2 separate regions of the Mus musculus genome follow, and region 2 is linked to region 1. The links are chromatin contacts, called in public promoter capture Hi-C maps. All regions are on one chromosome and are shown on one strand. Each heading gives the region's core, a stretch centred on a gene start, on an enhancer-like site or on the middle of the called end of the contact. The rest is flanking DNA. Distances are from core to core; before and after follow the strand shown.

Evidence for each region. Promoter capture Hi-C pulls out the DNA fragments that hold promoters and counts their contacts.
Region 2: a contact with region 1 is called in a promoter capture Hi-C map of pre-B cells, with 5 times the contacts expected there. The contact joins the promoter of 1600023N17Rik here to the enhancer-like site in region 1. A contact is called at or near these places in 4 of 39 promoter capture datasets (the 3T3-L1 cell line, the C10 cell line, hippocampal neurons and 1 more).

What each region holds. Positions count from the first base shown.
Region 1 is chr5:43,883,816-43,887,043 of GRCm38.p6, forward strand. All of the region lies in intron 1 of Cd38 (CD38 antigen), which reads left to right. Among named protein-coding and RNA genes, the nearest start is that of Cd38, 17 kb to the left of the region's middle. Within about 2 kb of position 1,451, at least 51 of the 459 cell types and tissues checked have an H3K27ac peak or open chromatin away from gene starts, as enhancers often do. A contact at or near this core is called in pre-B cells, where this site is marked.
Region 2 is chr5:45,668,300-45,671,174 of GRCm38.p6, forward strand. 1600023N17Rik (RIKEN cDNA 1600023N17 gene) reads right to left here and starts at 1,409. Exons shown (of 1, transcript NR_073433.1): 1 at 402-1,409. Ncapg (non-SMC condensin I complex, subunit G) reads left to right here and starts at 1,626. Exons shown (of 21, transcript NM_019438.1): 1 at 1,626-1,834; 2 at 2,721-2,875. The coding sequence starts at 1,724.

The DNA of each region.
Region 1 (3,228 bases), core at 201-2,700:
TTTCTCCTTCTCACCAGAATGTGTCAGATGTGGTGTACACACCGGGAGACAGTGACCTCCATATATTGTCCTGATATGTTTTCTGTTGCTATGATAAACACCATGACCAAAACCAACTCAGAGACCAAAAGGGAATATTTGATCCTCCAGCTCACAGTCCATTACTGAAGGAGGCAGGAATTAGCAGAGTTACACCAAGGCAGAAAATGAAGTGGAACCGTCGAGGAACGCCGCTTCCTGGTTTGCTCCCTCGGCTTGCTCTGCTGTCTTATGTAGCCTAGGCTTGCCTGCCAAGGGTGGCGCTGGCAACCATGATCTGGGCCCTTTCACATCTACCAGCAATCAAGAAATTGTCCCACAGATGTGCCCATAGAGCAGTCTAATAGACATAGTTCCACACTTAACCTCCCCTCTTCCAGGTATGTGTAGCTTGTTGACAAAACTATATGACCAAGTTGACAAAAACTAACCAGCACAGTGATCCAAAAATCTATTGAAATTATTAGTCTAATAGCAGGAAAGACTCAAGATATACACTTCCGTGGGTACTACCCTCTCCTTGGCACTGTTGAACTAACTCTCTCTCTCTCTCTCTCTCTCTCTCTCTCTCTCTCTTTCTCTCTCTCTCTCTCTCACACACACACACACACACACACACACACACGTCTCTCTGTCTCTGCTGTCTCTGTCTCTCTTTCACTTTCCTTTCTCATTATATCTATCAACCAAATATTAAGAAGTAATTTCTGTCTTTGGCACTTATATATGAAATTCATAGCAAAACTGATCATCTTGGTTCCTGGGAGTAAGCTGAATTACCCATCAGTGTATGGAAGTTGGTGAACACTCCTTGGGAGTTCTTCAAGGACAGAGGCAGAAAACAGATGGTAGAGATTTAAAGTCACAAGGGGATGCCGAGGCTTAGGTAAGGACAGTAGATTGTATCTGGAAACTGCCTTCTTGCTGTAACCCTGTTTTCAAAGGCATTCTGGACTGTAGGGGTCTGAACACATTCACAGCTGAGAACCATGTACTCTGCACTTGCCAAGTTACCTTTTCCTCATTCTTCATATTCCAAGGGGTTCTTCTCCATCCTCATTTCCCCAACCTCAAGCAGTATCTTTTGTCAGTCTCTTAAGGGTAAGAAAGTTACATAATGGACATTTAAAGCACAGTGAGATGTCCCTGAACGTTAGGGGCATCTCTTATTGTTCAATAATACAATAGAGAGAAATCTGCCATCTGTGTCACAGCTTTCTTTCTGTGTTTAAAGAAGTAGCCAGTTACAGAAAAATGGTTACAAAAAACACCTCCCTTAACTTCTTTCCCCTTTTCTCAGAGAGTAATCCTGCCCTTTGTTTCTCTCACAGCTTTCTAGAAGGGTTCCCAGCACAAGGCAGCATATGATCTTGTTTTCAACGTCTTTTCTCACTTCCCTATTCCTCCCCAGTTAACAGTGGTTGCTTCGATGAGCACAGCTGGGTCTCACTTTCACAGTCAATGGACCCACAGTTAATACATTTACTGTCCTCTAGATTCACACCCAGGGACATTTGTGGTGTTTTCATATTTGCAATATTTCCTAAGTAATGCTTAAGATAAAGTGTGTGTGTGTGTGTGTATTAGAATTCTAAGAGCAAATTTGCTAAGTTAAAACATATATTATTTTTTATTTTGAAAAACCCAAAGCCCTATTTCTCTTCACGGGGCTGTTCTCTTCTCAACACAGGGAGGATTCCTGTCTCCTCACACCCTGCCTCTTTCAGGGGCCCCTGTCTTGCTGTTCAGCACTCTGGTAAGAGAAAGTACTGGCTCCAGCTGTTCTTAATTTGTGCTCCTTGCACACTTTCACTCTGTGGAATTAACTATTCTGCCTTTTGTTTTTTTTCCTGGTGAAGTATATCTTACAGTCTGGATGGCATTTATCTATGTACAAATATGAGCCATAGAATGTACCACAGTTGCTTCCACTGGCTTCTTAGTTTGCTAAAACTAAAACAGACACTTACTAAACACCGCTTCAACAATAGAAATGTACTTCCTGGCAGTCCTGAATTCTGGGAGTCAAAAGTGAAGATGGCTGCAGGGGTGACTTCTGGAGGCTGTGAGGAACTCTGTTCCATGCCCTTTTACCAGCTCTTGGGATCTTTAGACATTCTTGCATGGGTTCAAGGAGTTCTGTTAGTCTTCATATTATATATTGTATTCTCTCTGTACATACATGTTTGTCTTTATAGCCAACTTTTCCTTTCTGTCTCTGTCTCTGTCTCTGTCTCCGTCTCTCTGTGTGTGTATGCATATGTATGTGCATGTACCTGTGAATGTCTGTGTATGTATTGTGTGTGTCTGTTTGTGCTCGTGTCCGTATGTGTGTGTGCATGTGCTCGAGAGGGCGTTTGTGTCTATATGGCCAGAGAACAACACTGGTTGTCTTTCTCTCTTGCTCTTCATTTTATTGTGAAGCAAGGGCTCTCACTGAACCTGGGATTTTGGCTAGACTGGCTGGCCGCTGAGGGCTGTGGGCTTCATCTCTGCTCCCCACATTCAGCTGTGCCTAACTTTTACGTGAATGCTGAGGACTTGAACTCAGGTCCTCAAGCTGACAGCATGCACTTTACCCACTGAGCCGTCTCCTCAGCCTCAGTCTCTCAGCCATATGGAATGTGGAACTGTCTCAATGACTTCATATAAAGTCGATCATCTACAAAGATGGGTTTTAGCAGTGTAAAAAATTTTCAAGCTAAAGTATAATTACATCACTTTCTTTCCTTTCCTCCTTTCCCACTACCATGATCTTCCTCTAATATTCATCTCCAATTGACAGCCTCTTTGGATGAATTCACCTCACCCTTGAATGAGCCCCCTAATTGATTACCTAATACAAAATGGTCATTACTGAAATAATTTAGTCCCAAGCCACACTAAATGTGCTCAACAGGTATATATAAAGAGAGAGAGGGAGGGAGAGAGAGAGAGAGAGAGAGAGAGAGAGAGAAATATTCTGTGAATATCTTATTTCCAAATAAGAATACAATCAGAGATAGTGGGGTAAGGTTTGAACATCTTGGTGAGGACGCAGTTCAACCCACCACACTGGGTATGCCAATTAAATGTTTTGGAGCTATATTCAATAGAGCTCAAAAAAAGACTTTAAGTGAGAGATGTATAATATCTATATAATGAGATACCCAGAAGTGTGGTGACTTCAGGGTTAGCTTAGCGGATCAG
Region 2 (2,875 bases), core at 159-2,658, 1.8 Mb after region 1:
TCCTATATGTATTTGTTCTTTCTCACAGAATAAAAGTAAGAGTCAAGAACTATGTAAGCTTTACAATGAGATTATGCTGTATGAATTTAATGTAGCATATTGGAAAAGTTCCACGATTACGATGTCCAAAGCATACCAAATCCATACAACATTCGTTACTAAAATCCACAACTCTAATCAAAACATAGTCATACTGACCTCTGGTGGTCAGATTCCTTATATTTCACTGATACTGAAATAACTAGATAAAATACTCATGAGACATTTTTTTTTTAATCAACAAAACAATAAAGGCAGCAAGCACCTAAAATGAAAGGTCACAGATTGTCACAAAATATTAATATGTTCTAAGTTTTAGTTTGTCTGTTTACATAAAAAACAAATGACACACACACACATATTGGTTCTCATCTTATTATCATTTATTTAAAGTTTTATTTATCTTGTATGTGTGGTACATGCATGTTTAGGTCAGAGACAGACATTGAGTGTTTTCACTGATTACTTTAGACCTTACTGTTTGAGAAAGGCTCTCAGCCACCCTGAAGCTTGCTACTTTGGCAGATCAATGAGCCTAAGATCCACTGTCTGGCTCTCAGCACCCTCAAGTGCTAGGACTACATACAAATGTTAACATCTGGTGTTTGTATGTGAAATATCACATGTGACTTCAGATCCTCATGTGTGTTCAGCAAGCACTTTACCCATGAATCATTATCTCCCCAGGTCCTCTAGGGATTCCCAGAGTACCTACAGAACAACATAGTCTGGAGGCAGCCCTCTTCCTGATACGTGTCACCAATGTAGATTTCCAGTACAGACGGAATAGGTGGCTGCATTTATGTTTCCCAAGTCATCAAGCAACACACCAAGTAAGTTTCCCGGTTTTGGAGTGGTATGTCCTATGTCCCAGGTGAGGCATTTAGAAATAATTTTATATATCCAGCACGCGATCTTAGTCAAGACCCCCAAATTCCTTTTATACTGTCTGCGTTCTCCTCTGCTTAGCAGAGTTGTTAGGCAGATTTGTCAAGCACATCCGTCACGCTGGAGCATCTCCAAGCGGCTGCAGCCTAAACTGACCCTGCCTTTCTCTTCCCAGTCCCCCAGACTGTCTCATCGCGGACGGGCAGTTCCCGCCCGGACCCACGGGGTCCGAAGGACTGCGGAGGCCCTCGTCCAGGACGCCCTCGGAAAGTTTGACATCCCCAAGCCCCGGGCGGGCTCCGTACGACATCTCCCAAACGACTCCTTCGCTCGGGATTTACCCGTTCTCAGCCAGTCGCTGCGGCAGTCCTCCGCTTTCTCCCTTCACTCCCAACCACAAGATCCCGCAAGGCACCGAAGGCCACCAGTTTAATTCAGAAAGCTGAACGCCCACTTCAGGCGCGCTCCTCCACAGCACTACTTCCGGCCCCGCCCATGCCTCCCATACAAACACCTTTTCCTATTGGGAGAGCGGCAGGCCACACCCCAGGCGTCCCAGCAGCGGGGCGGAGCGGAGGGTGGAGTCAGCTCCGGGACCCTCAGGTCTCCGCTCTCCGACCCTCCCTCCGGCGGAAGTCTCGCGAGATCTCATCCTCCCGCGATAGTTGTTTGAAAACTCTGGCGCTAACCCGTCACTCGGAGCCTTGCAGGGCTAGGGTGTCGGAAGCCGCGGGAAACTGAGTCCTCCTCGGATCGCGAACCACAGTCTCTCTCGGGCAGTTCCCGTCCCGGCGCCATGGCAGCGCAGAAGAAGCGGCTTTCTGTGAAGGAGGCGTTTCAGCTGGCGCAGCAGCCGCACCAGAACCAGGCGAAGCTGGTGGTGGCGCTGAGCCGCACGTACGGCGCGGTAAGCGGCCTGGCTTCGGCTTCCGGGCTTCGCCTTCTGCCCTTGCGCGCCCCGCGACGGAGGGATGGGATCCGAGGCTCGCCCGAGGTCTCCCGGCCACAGCCAGTGAGCAGAACGCCCGGCGTCGGCCACACGCAGTCACCCGTCTTCTCCATCCTCATCCCGCCAGGGGATGCGGGGAGTTATCCGTTATCCTCAGTTCCTCAGTGACTTGTTGATCTGCGCAGGGAATCTCAGACGCCTTTATTTCCTTGGAGGTCTCTGGTTCATCTCAGGCAATCGATGAAGTTGTTTCAACCAACTCCTAAGCTTTAAAACCACCTTCATTTCACCAGCTAGGGAAACCATAAGCACCCAGTCTTTCCCGTACATGGCAATTGTGTGTCGAGTGTAGCGGCGGGGAATTACTGGACAGCGAATGTGAGGAAGATACATTGTTTTGGAGTTCACGGAAAGTTAAGGACATATAAAAGTGATCAAGGGTAGGGAGCAAAATGTGTAAGTTATGACAGAAGGAAATTGACGGATGCTAGGAAGGCCTAAGTAAAATAAACACAAAGCTGTTGATTTTGAGTCATTTATGGCGAAGCTTGTTTTGCATTAATCCGGTAAGAAAAATACCGATAATCCAAAGGCGTTGAGAGAAAAATGAGATAATTTTGCACTGTTCAGATTTATGCTTTGTGTTTTCTCAGAGGTACAAATTATATACTGAAGAGAAGTTTGTGCGGATATATTTTCCCTTCCTTGATTTGGATAATTGATAGTTTATTAAGAAACCTTAGAGTTTAACCTAAGGGTAACACTTTCAGCAGTATTATGGCAGTGTTGGGAATAAAGAATTTTTATTAATGCAGCTTCTGGAGGCGTTTCTTCTCTCTTTCAGATGGATGATAAAACAGCTTTTCAGGAGGAGTTTATTCATTACCTTAAGTATGCTATGGTGGTATATAAGCGTGAACCTGCCGTGGAGAGGGTCATGGACTTCACAGCCAAGTTTGTTACTTCATTTCACCAGTCTGATGAGGAAGAAGAGGAGGA